5 separate regions of the Mus musculus genome follow, and all the other regions are linked to region 4. A link is a contact called in public HiChIP or PLAC-seq and promoter capture Hi-C data. All regions are on one chromosome and are shown on one strand. The core of a region is the stretch at or near the end of the contact, and the rest is flanking DNA. Distances in the headings are between cores, read along the strand shown. Region 1 holds the start of Bdp1 (B double prime 1, subunit of RNA polymerase III transcription initiation factor IIIB). Region 2 holds the start of Cdk7 (cyclin-dependent kinase 7). Region 3 overlaps Mast4 (microtubule associated serine/threonine kinase family member 4). Region 4 holds the start of Pik3r1 (phosphoinositide-3-kinase regulatory subunit 1). Region 5 overlaps Mast4 (microtubule associated serine/threonine kinase family member 4).

Region 1 (2,700 bases), core at 60-2,559, 1.7 Mb before region 4:
ATCACCTTTCTCCACTGTTTTGTTTTTTGAGACGGGTTCTCACTATGGGGCTGACTGTCCTAAAGCAGGGTGGCCTCTGCCTCCCTATTGCTAGGACTAAAGTTGTGACACCATACTCGGTCTCATCACCTTTTTTTGAAAGTAATCAAATTTTTTTTTTTAGTAAATTTGGGGGAACTATTCTACCATGTGGCATGTAAGGCAGTTTATGTAATCCTATCTGATCTCACAATATTGTCCTAAAGGAGGTACTAACTTGACACCAGGAACAAATTTTCTCTGAGAACAACCTACTTAAACTTGCTAAGCTAAGTAGGAGCGTCCTAAATTCAAATGTGGTATTTGTCACTAAAGCCAGGCGTCTTGATTCAGGAAACGTAGTTACAATAAAGAAGTATGCACTCGAACCAAAATAAGTAACCTAAGCCTCTTCCCTTTGACTCAGGGGCAGGGCGTTTACCTAACACTCCATGAGGCCTTGGGTTCAACCGCATCACCGCGTGGAGGGAGGAAAAAAAATCAGCACTGGTGCTCTCCTTTCAAAAATAAATATCCACAAAATGAAAATCCCAAAGTGCTTTCAGTGTAAAGTACTCCAGGACAATTAATTAAATTTCCAAGTGATGGTGCGTCTACATTCTTGACTTCAAAATCCTTAAGCCTGGATTCCCATCTCTGTAAGATAAGGCAAGACACTGTCTCCTCGGGAATCTTAAGATCGTGACAGAGTCATAGTAGTCGCACCCTCAGATCACGGAATAAAACTACAACTAGAAGTGGTTTCATCCAGCTCAAATCAAAAGCTTGTTGCAGGAGAGGTGCTCCGTGGTAAAAATCCAACAGCTCAGCTTGATAGAAGACCTTACCTGCTCCCGGGAGCCTGTTCCTGGGGTTCTGCTCCCCCGGAATCCACTGCAGGCACATCTGTGGGCTCCGCTGGCTTCGGAGCTGACTCGGTGGCAGGCTCCGGAGGCCTGGGAGCCTCTGGTCCACGCTGGGGATTGGGAGCGGCGGAGCCCCTGGTCCCTACACCAGGCCTGACATTTGGCTTCACGCTAAGGCGTGCCCTGCGGAACATGGCGGAGCCAGGGGGCCGAGAGCGGCGGCTCCGCGGCCGCGCTCAGCCCAGAGCCCCGGCCGCTGCCCGCAGGCTGACACTCTCACCCTCCCACACGTCCACAACCACCAGTCCAGCGCTGGCTACCGCAGTTTTGCGCCCCCTCCGCCTCCTCCGCTCTCCCGCCACCGCCTCCTCTTCATGACCCTGCCACACTAAAAGCTAAGTTTCTCCTCCCCGCGTCCCGGCTCGCGAAAGGCGCCGGAAGCAATGCGTAATCATTCGGCGCCGACGATGACGTCAGACTCCGGGCGCCGGGAGCCATAGCAACTGCAACGCTCTGTAGCTTCGGTTACCTGTAAACCAGAGATTTTTTTTTTTTTTTTTTTTTTTGATTCGAAGACAGATATTCTTTCCTTTGTAAGACCTTGGGAGTTGTTGAAAAGAGAGAGCGGAAGCAGCTGAATCCTCCAGGTCAAACTTTTTTTTTTTTTTTTTTGGGGGGGGGGCCGTTTCGAGACAGGGTTTCTCTGTGTAGCCCTGGCTGTCCTGGAACTCACTCTGTCGACCAGGCTGGCCTCGAACTCAGAAATCTGCCTACCTCTGCCTCCCAAGTGCTGGGATTAAAAGCGTGCGCCACCCCTGCCTGCCCGGCTCAAACTTTTAATTTCTCGCCAGTGGTGCTAGGGTTTGAACCCAGGATCCCTCACAAACCCTGCATTCTCGGCATGCACACTGCCATGGAACGTCCATCCCCAACCTACTTAACTGAATCTTTTATGAACTATTAAGGAGTTTTCGAGAAGAGTCAAAGTGTGCAAGAATGCAGAGCATGGTGGTGCGTGCCTGCAATCCCAGCACTGGAGAAACCGAAATAAAGAGGTCACAAGTTCCGAGCCCTGGACTATCTGACAAGACTTACCTCAAAATTACAATAAGATAAAATAGTATGAGAGTAGTGCCTTAGCACCAGTGCATCCCCAGAGCATAGAACCTGTTTGTTTTAGGGTTTTTGAGACAGGGCCTCTTATAGCTAAGGCTGCCCTTCAACTCTTGATCCTCCTGCCTGCACGGGCTCAATGTTGAGATTACAGGTATGTATAGGCTACCATACCCTGCTAGGAAAAAAAAAAGTTTTAACTATGAGTATGGAGAGAGCGAGTTTGCGGGAGACTGAAAAGTTACAGGTAGTTATCAGACTCCTGATGCTGGTGCTGGGAACCAAAACTAGGACCTACTGGAAGAGCAGGAAATGGATCTACTGAGCCATCTGTCCAACCCCCAACCTCCGCCAAGAAATTTTTAATTGAGTAAAAAAAAAGGTTGAAATTCTGTGTGAGGAAATCGCAAAGAGAAGCCATGAAACACTTCACAGGACATCCACTATATGGGCTTTTGTACACTTTAAAATAAAAACTGTCAAAAATGATTATACTCCACATTTTGCACACGAATGTTGCAAAATTTATTGCTTCCAGAGATATCAACGGAGCAATAAATAAGACATTGTATGTTACAGAGGAGAAAATACAAAATAAATGAACAAGATCAACAAGAATATATTAAATATGATGAGATTTCAAGGGTGATGGAAGAGTCCTGCGGTACTGGCAGTAGGGCAACTTGACAAGGAAAATAGGTAT
Region 2 (2,815 bases), core at 282-2,781, 1.0 Mb before region 4:
ATGAATGAAAAGGGGAGGCTGCCAGATGCGAGTGTAATTCTCCATACTTCAAAGGAATTGTGAGATTACAAAGGAAACAACAGATTCAAAGAAGCACAGAAATACAGAGCTCAACCACAACAGGCCCTGAGTTCTATTCGGAGTCGCAGAGTCACCATGAGCTGGCTATAGATGTCAGCAGAGGAACGAAGCTCAACCAACTGCTCTGTTCTAATGCCTCCACATTCCTAGCTGTGCGACCCTCAAGTCATCTAACTAGCCTCAGGTACCTCAAAGGGGAGGCAAAGACACTTTACCTATTTCACGGACTATTTGGAGGTTAAGTGGGGGAAGAAAAAAAAAATAGTCAAAAGTGTTTGGCACACAGGAAATTATATCAGGGTGTTGTTAATGAATTTAAGTTTTAAGAATACTTAAATCTTTCTAGAAATTACACTATTATCAGTATTGCTGATGCCAATGAAAACCTTCGTGTATAGATAACACACCTTTAACAACCTTTGACATGGAAAGACCATGCCATCCAAAAGGACTGAAGAGACGCTGTCCTTGCCTCCATAGCCAACAACCAACTTTTAGGGGATGAAACGTTTTAACTTGAACAAAAACTGTTTCAGCCCGAGTTCCATCTTGAAACACAGGATACTAATAAATACTACTGTCTATAGAGTTCTTGTAACTCCTTCAATCAGTGTGACTGTGAGCAGTAAGATGAAGCCGAAGGTAGCCCATGTCTGTAATGCCCGGCACTCGGGAGGCAGAGGCAGAAGGATTTCCACGAGTTGGGAGACCAATCTGGACTCCATAGCAAGACTATCTCACAGACAGCCATCCATCAACTGTTAATGCACGGGCATTTACTCTCTAAGAGTTGCCTGGCGTGGTGGAGTACGCCTGCAAACCTGCAAACCCCCCAAACCCCCAAACACAAAGCAGAAGGGTTAAGGCTCGCAGCAAGTTCTAAATAGCGAGGTCCGTGCCAGCAAGGGCTACGTGGCAAGCAAGACGCAAAGACTGGAGAGGAAACAACATAAAAAGGCAACTCACTTTCTTAATGGCGACGATTTGGTTGGTGTTCTTGTCCCTGGCCTTATAGACCGTCGCAAACTAGAAAGGGGAACAGTAACAAAGTCGTAAGAGGTCTTTCTTTACCTGCTGGTTGGTTTTTGGCCCTTCCCCACCTCCCCCTTTTAAGAACAAAGAAGCCCTGATTCTGGAGGGGACTGGCCACGGCCTGCTACGTGGTCTGGAGGCCTCTTCTTCAGCAGGGAAGAAGCAATTCAGGGATGGTGACAAGGGGACCGAGCAGCCGGCGGTGGCCAGGCTGTGCCTGCCTGCGCGAGAACTCAGCCCCAGGCCTCACCTGTCCCTCTCCGAGGAAGTCCAGTTTCTCATAGCGCTTCGCTCGAGACTTCACGTCCACAGCCATGCGAGTGAGAAACCAGACCCGGGCACCCAAGCTAAGCCCTCCACCCCGCAGGAATTTAAAGCGTCCGAAAGCTGCCCAACAGCTACTTCCGGTCGCTGGACGCACACGACCTACGGGTCCCGCCCATACTTCCGCTGTGGGCGGGGCCAGTCCTACGGAAGCTGAGTTGGGCCGCGAACCCTGCCCTTCCCCGCTGCCACGTGCACACAGTACCCGGAAGCTGTGCTGTCCTAGACTGCAGTCAGTGTCCATTTGTTACTGGATTTTGTCTTTAACGTGGATTTTTTTTTTGCTTCCAAAGATGATAGGCCAGGGTTCTGACGTGGTATTTCTAAGTTCGGAATGTAGCAGAAGTGTAAGGGCTTGCCCTTGCAGCTGTCTTGCTTTGCGTTACTGTGTCGCCTGAGTCTCTATGGACACCAAACCCCTCCATTTGTTTTGTTTTGTTTTTCTTTTTGTGCATGTTTTTTTCCTCCCCCCCCCCCCCACTAATTTATTGACTTATTCTCTTTACATCCTGATCTCTGCCCCACTTCCTCCAATCGGGTACCCCTCCCCGTCCCACCCTCAAGTTCTTAAAGGCTGATTTATGAAGAAACAGGCCCAGGAAATCAAAACCAAGTCCTACTGAATGCTATAGAATGAGCCTTTGGTCTTATAAAAATTTGAAACTAATGATTTAAGAAAAACATACAGGGGCTGGTGAGATGGCTCAGCAGATAAAAGCACTGACTGCTCTTTGGAAGGTCCTGAGTTCAAATCCCAGCAACCACATGGTGGCTCACAAACACCTGGAATGAGATTTGACGCCCTCTTCTGGTGCATCTGAAGACAGTTACAGTGTAACTAGTTATAATAAAAAATAAATCTTAAAAAAGAAAAAGAAAAACATACAGAGCCTTTACACATAGTAACAGTGTTTGCTATGTAATTAATGATTTCACTTTAAGCCTAGCTGTCAATTACTGGCTCCAGCAATGGTTTCCTTTTGAGTCATATCTTTGTTTCCAGTTTGCAGGGTAGAGGGTGGTTTTGTTGAGGCCTCAATTCCCTGGTGGATTTAAGAATTGATCTTCGGGCTGGTGAGATGGCTCAGTGGGTAAGAGCGCCCGACTGCTCTTCCGAAGGTCCAGAGTTCAAATCCCAGCAACCACATGGTGGCTCACAACCATCCGTAATGAGATCTGACTCCCTCTTCTGGAGTGTCTGAAGACAGCTACAGTGTACTTACATATAATCAATAAATAAATCTTTTAAAAAAAAAAAAGGAAAAAAAAAAAAAGAATTGATCTTCGGCTGGGCAGTGGACTGGGAGGCATAGGCAGGCTGATTTCTGAGTTCCAGGCCAGCCTGGTCTACAGAGTGAGTTCCAGGACAGCCAGGGTT
Region 3 (2,700 bases), core at 80-2,579, 1.0 Mb after region 4:
TTTGGAGACCTGAAGGGGCATTTTGCAATCTGTCTTTCCTGGGTGGAGGAAGCAAGCCACATATGTGAGAAGAGAGAAGGATGTTTGACTGAGAAAAACATACTAATTCAGAATCCAGAAGAAAGGGCTGAGGCTACAGCAAGGGGACCAGCCCGGGAAAAGCTTGGACGTTAAAGGTGTCAAGTAAGGACACTTCCTCTTAACTCAGTTCCCTAGGAGCAGAGGCATAGCGCCTAAGCATTTGCTGCCTAATTCTAAGTATAACAGTAGTAGAAGAGAGCTCCAGATATATTGGCGCACGCCTTTAATGCCAGCATCTAGAGGCAGAGGCAGGTGGATATCTGAGTTCGAGGCCAGCCTGGTCTACAGAGTGAGTTCCAGGACAGCCAGGGCTACACAAAGAAACCCTGTCTGGAAAAAAAAAAAAAAAAACAAAGTATTTCTTAGCTCTGTCATTCAATTGTTCCCAAGTTCACATCTTGTAACCCAGAGTCTCATTTTTACAAAAAGGACAACATATGACAAAAACAAAAGCTTGTACCAGGACATAGATGAATATTGCCTGCATAACAACATCTCAAAAAAAAAAAAAAAAAAAAAAAGGTCAGTAAAAATCTGTTCAGGCTGAATCATGCTTGCTCTAAAGATGGGAGAAAACCCAGAGAGAAGGACCTCCCTGCCTTCACAGGGGCTCACATTTAGCAAAGGACCAGGAGAACTCTCTAATGCTAAGACAGAAGTCATCACGAAACAGTTAAAGCCAGTGTGTTCAATGTAACAAGGTCCTTTGGTTGCAGAAGGCTTTATGTGATAATGAAAAGGCTCTCACAAGACAGAGCCCTGAAAGAGAAGGTGGGAGGAGGAAGGGGGTTGTGTGTGTGGGGGGGGGGGGGCGGGGGAGGGGGACTCGAGCAGAGACATCCCGAGGGACCACTTTATGTCCCACTCAAATGGCCATCCTTACCTCCTCGCAAATGAGAAATGGGCTGAGGCACTGGGGGAGAAATTCCTTGGACTGTCTTGAGGGCTATTTCCTGTGGAGAGAGAAAGAGAAATGAGCAACCTCATTTTGTTTTTGTACCATTATCCATATCCAGAATCTTCTTTCCAGTAATCAGTTTCTTTACAGTTCTACAAAATAGCATTTCCTCTAATAATGTTTCAGCTTTGCCTCGAGCAGGGATCTGGGAAGCAGTCGAGGTGGGGTTGGGGGTGGGGATGGGGGTGGGAGAACACCAAGTTCCAGCACAGCCTTCCAAGTGGGCCAAGCAAGGGAATACACATGGTCACCACTATAACCTAAACAGGTTGGTCTGTGGAATAATGAGCACATACACGTTCAGTGTTATATCTTCAGAAGCTAACATTTACGTGGGAGGGAAGCTCAGGCTGTCCTAGGAGGTGCATTTTATTTTGTGGCAGGCAGCCTTGATATGAAAGAAAGAGAAAAAAAAAGTCTTGAAAGGGGGAGGCTTGGATTCCAAGGCATACATTTAAAAGAGAGTTGTGTCAAGACTAATAAAATACGAAGGAGAATCCAGCCATCTGTACCTATTTCTAAAATGTCTCAGGCTCTATCTTAGCATGGCTGGAAGAACCTGGCAGGATTAACCCTCGCCAATATTGTCTTCAGCAAGCCCCATGTCTCTAAGCGGCTGGAATGTGACTGGCCAGGCAGAAGATTCTAAAAGCCATGGCCACAGGGAGATGGCAGCACTCGCCTCTCCTCGAGTCCTCCACAGGCCGAGAAGGAGCACAGGAAGGAGGGCAGCTCCCTGGGGGCTTGTTACTTTCTCCATCAGCCGGCTCAACCTGCTGCTGATCATTGACAAGGCTTGGCAGGCAGCTGGCGAGGGCAAGTTCAGGACACTCCAGACCACGCTGCTTCCCCTGCATATTTAATGAGACGCGCTGCATTGTGGGAGGACCACTTGGGAATGGAGCTGGTTTCGGGAAGGAGGTGAGAAAAGGCTGCAAAGTAGCTCTGTAGTTTCTTGAAAAGTGGAGAGATAGATCGGGGAAGATGCCCTTCATCCCCAATAGTACCACCACTGCTGTGGCACTGGCTCAGTGAGAGTGACCACTGTAGTCAGCTATAAGGAATGCCCAGCTGCGGGAGGTAAACGATTTGTTATTAGTGTGCTAAAGAAGAAACAGCCTAACACCTAAAGGACTGTAAGTTTAGTGTTACCTCGAGGACTTCTTACACTGGCTACATCTCCACTGAAATTTTTCAATTAACTTAAGGTTGCAAATTTTATAGTGTTGTCTTCAACAGATGCTATTAACTTTATGACAGCACAATCAAAGCCATTCAACGGGGAAGCGCTGAGAAGCCGTTTCTTTATAGAGAGGCAAGGAGCAGTCCCCCTGCCACAGTGAAATTTATCATGTCTTTACATCTGCTGTTCCCGGGGCCCCTGGAGGAATGGATTTTGCTTTTGCCGTCCAGTAATCCAGGATTCATTCTGTCTGTTTATCTACACAGCAAATTAACTTATTTTGATTTCTCTCAACAGCATTCATTTCCCCCACTCCTAATTTAGCGTGTGTGTCACCCTCTGCATTCTGTGAAAAAGCTCAATAATTTCAGGATGGCTAAAAGCCCTTGCTTCCTAAGGGGGTAACATAATGCGTGGAATCATTGTATAGAGGTTGGGGTTGGTTTTTTTGTTGTTACTGTTTGTTGTAAGTTTGGGA
Region 4 (2,700 bases), core at 111-2,610:
AAAGAGGAAAAAGACAGGAAAAGAAAAGGGGGAAAATTAAGTCCTAAAATCATGAAACCCCTAAATAAAGCATAAATTCACACCAGTACAGCAATAGAGCCTGCAGCTTCTTCAAGAATTAACGGTGGAAGTGAGACCTTTCCGGTATTACTAGCGCCAGGAGCAGAATTCCCCTGAATACAGTGCCGGCACACAGCATTCAACATGTCACAGCCACTCCGCTCACACCCTTGCGTTATTGTGCGCGAAAGCTGGTTACTAAAATGCATTTCTGTACATGCGTGCCTGGTCAGAGCGTTTCTATTCTCTTTGTCTCGTGATCTGCCGGGCAGTTTCTGCCTTTGGGAAGGAAGTAGCTTGCAGACAATTCCCCCAGATATTTTAGCTCTGGCTTGCACGCGGGCCGGTTCTCCCTGGCCGGCAGCTTAGTGCTGGGCAGGTCCTTCCAGGGTCGCCCCGCGTTAGGAAAAGCTGGATTTCCGGGCGGTGCCAGGATCCCACTCATTATGCCTCCAGCAACCTGCCCAAGCCCGGCGGGCGCCAGACGCCGAGCTAGAGCCCCAGCCACCGACCGCCCCGAGGAGCACTTCCCCCACCCCGGAAGAGGAGGGAGGCAAACTTCGGAGGGCGGGGGCTGGGGGCGAGCTCCGGGGACCACCATGGCCCAGCCTGGCCGGAGACCCCGGCTGGGGCTCCGGGCCTGGAGGGTACGCCGCGCTAACGCAAAGGCAGCGATCCAGGCACTCTCCTCGCGCGCTCCCGGCTTCGGAAAGCTGCAGGGCGATCGGGGACCCTCGGAAGCGTGAGGTGACGGAGGAGGAGGGGAGCCGGTGACCGCTGGCAACTCCAGGACCGAACGCTCCGGGTAACGAGCACAGCCCGCCCGGGGTGGCACGAAGGAAATGAGAGCAGGAGGTGGCTGCGACCAAGCAAGCTGGTCACTGGCCGGAGAAGGCTTCCAAGTGGCCGAGAGATGCTGGCGACTGGGAGCTGGCAGCCTGCTCGCTTCCCCTTGAGTGGCTCGGCAGCAGAAGTGGCTGCCGGTGACAGGAAGAGCAGCGGCCGTGCGCGTTCGCACCGCTTCCCCCTCCCGGGCACACCGGGACCCGCCGCCGCCTACCTCCGGGTCGGCTCGCTTCCTTCCTCTGCCCAGCCTGGGCTTCAGCGGCCTCTGAAGCTCCCAGCTCCCAGGCTCCTGCGATCCAGCTGCGACCTGCCGTCGCTTCGCTGTCCCGGTTCCTTGGCTGCACAGCCGTCCTCACCGCTACCGCTGCCGCTGCCGCTGCCGCTGCTTCCTCCAACTCGGCTCCAGCTGCTAGCTACTCCTCTCCCTGAGCGGCGCAGCTCCAGCGCCAGGCGCCAGCCCCACCCCGGGCCCGCCCCTGCGCCCCGCCCCCAGATACACACCAATCAACGCCCGAGACCCCGCCCCCCAGCGCCCGAGCCGCGCCCTCCGCCTCTGCCAGTCTCCGGGAGGGCTACCAAGGTCTAGGAGCTACGCTCTGTGCTGCCGACCCTACCCCGCACCCCTCGCTGCCCTCGCCCCCGCCCCCGGCTCGGGGATGCCCCGGGCGACTGGACGGCGCGCGCCCTCCGCTACGGAGCGCTCTAACTCTGCGTGCTTGGGGCTGGCTCGCCTGCGGGGCGTCGCCCAGGCCCGAAGCAGGGAGTTCAAATGGGGATGGGGGTGGGGGGTGGGAAATAAGTTCAGGCCTCTCTGGAGCCCAGCCGGCTGCCTGCGAGACCCTGCCTCTTTCGAATCCACTAGAGCTTCAGGACAGTGGCTGGGTTCAGGAAGATGCAGATGCGAGGGCTCGCCAAAGCGGGGAGGCCCTGTAATTCCTGGCCTTGCCTGCCCAGCTTCCCTAGTGGTCAGAAAAACCGCGCCACCCGGCGTGGCACTCCCGGGGTGAAGGAGGGGTGAAAGGGTGAGCTGGAGCAACGAGTGCCCGCCGCCTGCAAAAGCCTGGCACGGCTGCCTCCAGGAACCAAGGCGGGATCTAGAGGAAAAGGAGTGTTCTGTGAGGAGGGCGCATACCGGGTGATCTCTGGCAGTCCTTGCAAGGCAGAGCCTATGTAGGTCATTCAGCCAGTCCACCGCCTTCTAACGCTTCTGATAGGCTGGAGAAACTCAAATGAAGTCTATGGTTTGTTAGATGTAAAAATGTAGATCCTTGGAGTAGAAACCACTATGGAAGCTGCTCAAGAAAAAAGTGATAATGGCTCAGCCTTCCCAGATAAGAAAGGATGATAGCCCCGTGTTTTGTCTTCATAAAAACGTTCAAGAACTCATGGACTTTTTAAATTTTGCTCCCAAAATATGTCTTATTTTGTAGTTCAGGAACCTGTAGCCACCCACCCTTCTTGCCCTAAAGATCCCTTTTGCAGCTATTCTGGCAACAAAATGCTTTTTCTTAACCAAGAACTTAGTCTGTTGTCAAATTCTAAATTTGGTAGTGTATTACTGTGAGTTTTGGAAGCAGAGGGAAAAAATGAAATTCACAGTTTATGTTAAACAAATGCAGTCACGTTTAAAGGTGACGCCCATTCTAAAAGAAGAGATCTCAGTACACAATTCAGGTACTAATGTTTCTGGTACTCTTGGTATCTAATAAAGACAAAAGCAGGCTGCTACCCACATCACATTTAAGAATTTGCCTACCCATTGGACACGCAAACTTTATATGCCCCAGTACAGGG
Region 5 (2,700 bases), core at 91-2,590, 1.1 Mb after region 4:
CAGCTTTTTAGTCTCTATTGCAAAGCTTATGACTCCCCTGCTTTAAAAGATACTATTTAAACTCCTGATACCAGATATATTTGTAAAGAAAACCAGGCAAAGCCATAAAAGACTAACACATTCTTTCTCATATCCTACCTCCCTGTCCCAGTATCCTGGACCTTAAAGCAGCCAGCCAGAGAAGCACAAACGCACTGCCTAGTTACAGGGTGAAGAGCTGTGACTCCTTCTCCAAAGCATAAGCTTCCATGTCCTCATCGATTATTTCCAATGCATTTTTTTTTTTTTGGAAACCCACTTTTTTCACTTTATACATTCCTCACTGCTCTGCCTCCTCCTCCATCACCATACACCTGAACATTACAGGGCAGCAGTGACAACTTGGGAGCTCCCATTCTGAGCCAGGCTGGCCTTGAACTCTGAGAATCCACCTGCCTTTGTTCTCCTGATTGCTGCGATCTGGTCAGCCTTAAGGGGGAACTGCAGAGACTGTCAGAACTCCCTATGCTAGGCGGAAACCCAGGCTCTCAGCAGACAGCAGCAAGAGCCGTATATACCAAAGTCTTGGAGTAGAGCCCTCTCTTCCCTGGATGAATTATTCGGGGAAAAGGCTGGGCACGGTGTGGCAGGGCCGGGGAGGAGGGGTGAGCTCTACAAGGCAGCTTCAGGGCACATTAGCCAAGCTGGAGCTGACTGGATGAGAGGATGACAGGGCGAGTCCTGCAGCAATAGGCAAGGCACAGTGGAGAACGTGAAGACAGGAGAGGGATGAAAGGAAGCAGTTATGAAACAGGCCTGGGCAAGGCCAGGAGTGGGAGGAAATGGCTCAGGGACTCAGGGAGGGGCCTAGCCCGCAGGTCAGGCGTGGAGAGGCGAGGAGGAGCCACAAGTGGGGCCTGGTTTCGGCCACCTGTGGAACCAGCTGCTGAGAAACGGCCTGGTGCCAGGGCTCAGGAGGGAGCCAACAGTGAGGGGAATTAGGCCCAAGAAGATCCGGGGCTTTATGTGGGTTCATATGTCTGTTTGCGGACAGGGTCTCACAGTATAGCCCCGGCTAGCCTAAAACTTGTCCCATAGACCAAATAGCCTGAACATGCAGCAATCCTCCTGCCTCTTCCACCAGAGTGCTGCTGATATTACAGGTGTAGGCTACCGCACCCAGCTGAGTCAAGGCTTTAAAGTGAAACTCCAGCAGCAAGCTCAGAGGGAAGAGAAGGAGAGGGGAGGGGAGGAGAGGGGAGGGGAGAGGAGGGGAGGCGAGGTTCACAGGCTGTGGGAGGAACTTGAACTTCCAGGGAGGATGTGAAAAGGAAACTTCTGCCCTTGCCAACTCTGGTGATGGAGCAGCCCATGGGGTGAGCAGACGGTGAGTAAGGGGATGTGATTCAGGAACGAGGCTCCTGGGCTGCCTGAACATATAAGGCTTGGTGCCACGATGCATGACCTCTGGGTTTATCTGCCCACAAAAGGTGGTCACCACCCAATCTGCATTTCCTTGCTTCACACCAACCGTGCTGGTCAAATGACAACTCAGAGTACCACTGGACAACTGTTGATGCTGGGGGCACTGATGGTCTCCCCACTGTGTGAGCCAGAGACAACACTCACGCACGCATGCACACAGGCCACCCTTCACTCTTGGGGGACTTATCCCCTTGAAAGTCATCTCTGCCCATTCCTTCAATGACGCTGTTTTTCTTCCAGACTAAGATAATCTACACCTCCCATGGTATAAATGATGGTTTCCAGGTCAATGCCCTATACCTAAATTCAACTTCCTGTCTGGGGACTTTCTTTTTGTCCTTCCTGCCTCAAGAGACTTTGATGTTGCCAGACAGTTGCCCCCCCCCCAAATGTTTCTCACAGTCTTCAGCCTCCCTTTAAATATTACCTTTTCAAAGGGACTTCCCTAGCCTCTTTATTTAAAGCAGTCCCCACTCCACACCCACAAGGTTACTCTCTCTCTCTCTCCCTCTCTCCCTCTCTCCCTCTCTCTCTCTCTCTCTCTCTCTCTCTCTCTCTCTCTCTCTCTCTCTCTCTCTCCCTTCCACACTCTTGCAGCTGTCGGAACACTGACCCCAATTTGGCAATGGGCTTCTTTAGATATCTGTTTACTGGTGAGGCTGACTTATTCACTACTGTAGTCCTTGCCTCAGCATGAACGGAAGGCAGGAATGAATTCCCAGTGGTCCTTCAAACAGAATCAAAACTCCACAAATGTGGTTTTAACTGTGTGTGTGGGAGGAGGGGGATACAAGAAGCAACTCCAGGTATCCATCCCCCCCACCCTACTACCCCCGCTCCAACCGGCCTTCTCCCATTCCCCACGTTTGCGTGTTTGCTGACTACCACCCAGATGGCCCTCAAGCCAAAACCACTTTCCAGGGCCACGGTGGAATCCTTGCTTGTCCAAGGACAATGGCTCACTGACTGGCTCCTATCAAGTTAAGAAGTTCACATCCTTAACTTCTCTCCCAGGTAGCAGATCCTTTCTGTAAACCTTACAAAGTTTCAGCTAGGCCGATGCAATGGTTTAATGACTGACTGACTGGTGTGAAGATCTCACCCTGCTTCCAGGCCGGAGCTCCCCAGAGTCACTCACTAGTCACCCCCTTTCTCTCCCCACTGGATTAAGGATAGGCTACTTCAGCTCTCCTCAGCCACGCTGCTGACTACCCATGCCGTCATGACCGTGGTGAT

What was found. Promoter capture Hi-C pulls out the DNA fragments that hold promoters and counts their contacts. HiChIP or PLAC-seq counts read pairs in DNA pulled down with a chosen protein or histone mark. Capture Hi-C pulls out chosen DNA fragments and counts their contacts.
Region 1: a promoter capture Hi-C map of liver shows a contact between it and region 4, with 2.5 times the contacts expected there. The contact joins the promoter of Bdp1 here to the promoter of Pik3r1 in region 4. A contact is called at or near these places in 1 of 39 promoter capture datasets (pre-B cells) and 1 of 9 other capture datasets (liver).
Region 2: a promoter capture Hi-C map of adipose tissue shows a contact between it and region 4, with 4 times the contacts expected there. The contact joins the promoter of Cdk7 here to the promoter of Pik3r1 in region 4. A contact is called at or near these places in 1 of 484 Hi-C or Micro-C datasets (embryonic stem cells), 1 of 115 datasets of contacts at active chromatin or transcription factors (large pre-B cells) and 1 of 9 other capture datasets (adipose tissue).
Region 3: a contact with region 4 is called in a promoter capture Hi-C map of hippocampal neurons, with 2.2 times the contacts expected there. The contact joins the enhancer-like site here to the promoter of Pik3r1 in region 4. A contact is called at or near these places in 2 of 39 promoter capture datasets (embryonic stem cells and hippocampal neurons), 5 of 115 datasets of contacts at active chromatin or transcription factors (acute myeloid leukemia, embryonic stem cells and stem cell-derived neural progenitor cells) and 1 of 9 other capture datasets (embryonic stem cells).
Region 5: a contact with region 4 is called in an H3K4me3 HiChIP or PLAC-seq map of embryonic stem cells, with 9 times the contacts expected there. The contact joins the enhancer-like site here to the promoter of Pik3r1 in region 4. A contact is called at or near these places in 7 of 39 promoter capture datasets (the HPC-7 cell line, HPC-7-derived erythroid cells, embryonic stem cells and 4 more), 4 of 484 Hi-C or Micro-C datasets (LSK cells and embryonic stem cells), 11 of 115 datasets of contacts at active chromatin or transcription factors (astrocytes, embryonic stem cells, large pre-B cells and 3 more) and 3 of 9 other capture datasets (adipose tissue, embryonic stem cells and liver).

The regions. Positions count from the first base shown.
Region 1 is chr13:100,102,761-100,105,460 of GRCm38.p6, forward strand. Bdp1 (B double prime 1, subunit of RNA polymerase III transcription initiation factor IIIB) reads right to left here and starts at 1,310. Exons shown (of 39, transcript NM_001081061.1): 1 at 867-1,310. The coding sequence starts at 1,078.
Region 2 is chr13:100,729,411-100,732,225 of GRCm38.p6, forward strand. Cdk7 (cyclin-dependent kinase 7) reads right to left here and starts at 1,532. Exons shown (of 12, transcript NM_009874.3): 1 at 1,364-1,532; 2 at 1,048-1,107. The coding sequence starts at 1,429.
Region 3 is chr13:102,809,537-102,812,236 of GRCm38.p6, forward strand. Mast4 (microtubule associated serine/threonine kinase family member 4) reads right to left here. Exons shown (of 29, transcript NM_175171.3): 6 at 965-1,034. Among named protein-coding and RNA genes, the nearest start is that of Gm17160, 49 kb to the left of the region's middle. Within about 2 kb of position 1,330, at least 76 of the 459 cell types and tissues checked have an H3K27ac peak or open chromatin away from gene starts, as enhancers often do. A contact at or near this core is called in hippocampal neurons, where this site is marked.
Region 4 is chr13:101,766,857-101,769,556 of GRCm38.p6, forward strand. It overlaps Pik3r1 (phosphoinositide-3-kinase regulatory subunit 1), which reads right to left and starts at 1,361. Exons shown (of 16, transcript NM_001077495.2): 1 at 1,121-1,361.
Region 5 is chr13:102,898,136-102,900,835 of GRCm38.p6, forward strand. The region is part of intron 4 of Mast4 (microtubule associated serine/threonine kinase family member 4); the gene reads right to left. Among named protein-coding and RNA genes, the nearest start is that of Gm30106, 8.3 kb to the right of the region's middle. Within about 2 kb of position 1,341, at least 173 of the 459 cell types and tissues checked have an H3K27ac peak or open chromatin away from gene starts, as enhancers often do. A contact at or near this core is called in the HPC-7 cell line, LSK cells, adipose tissue and 5 more, where this site is marked.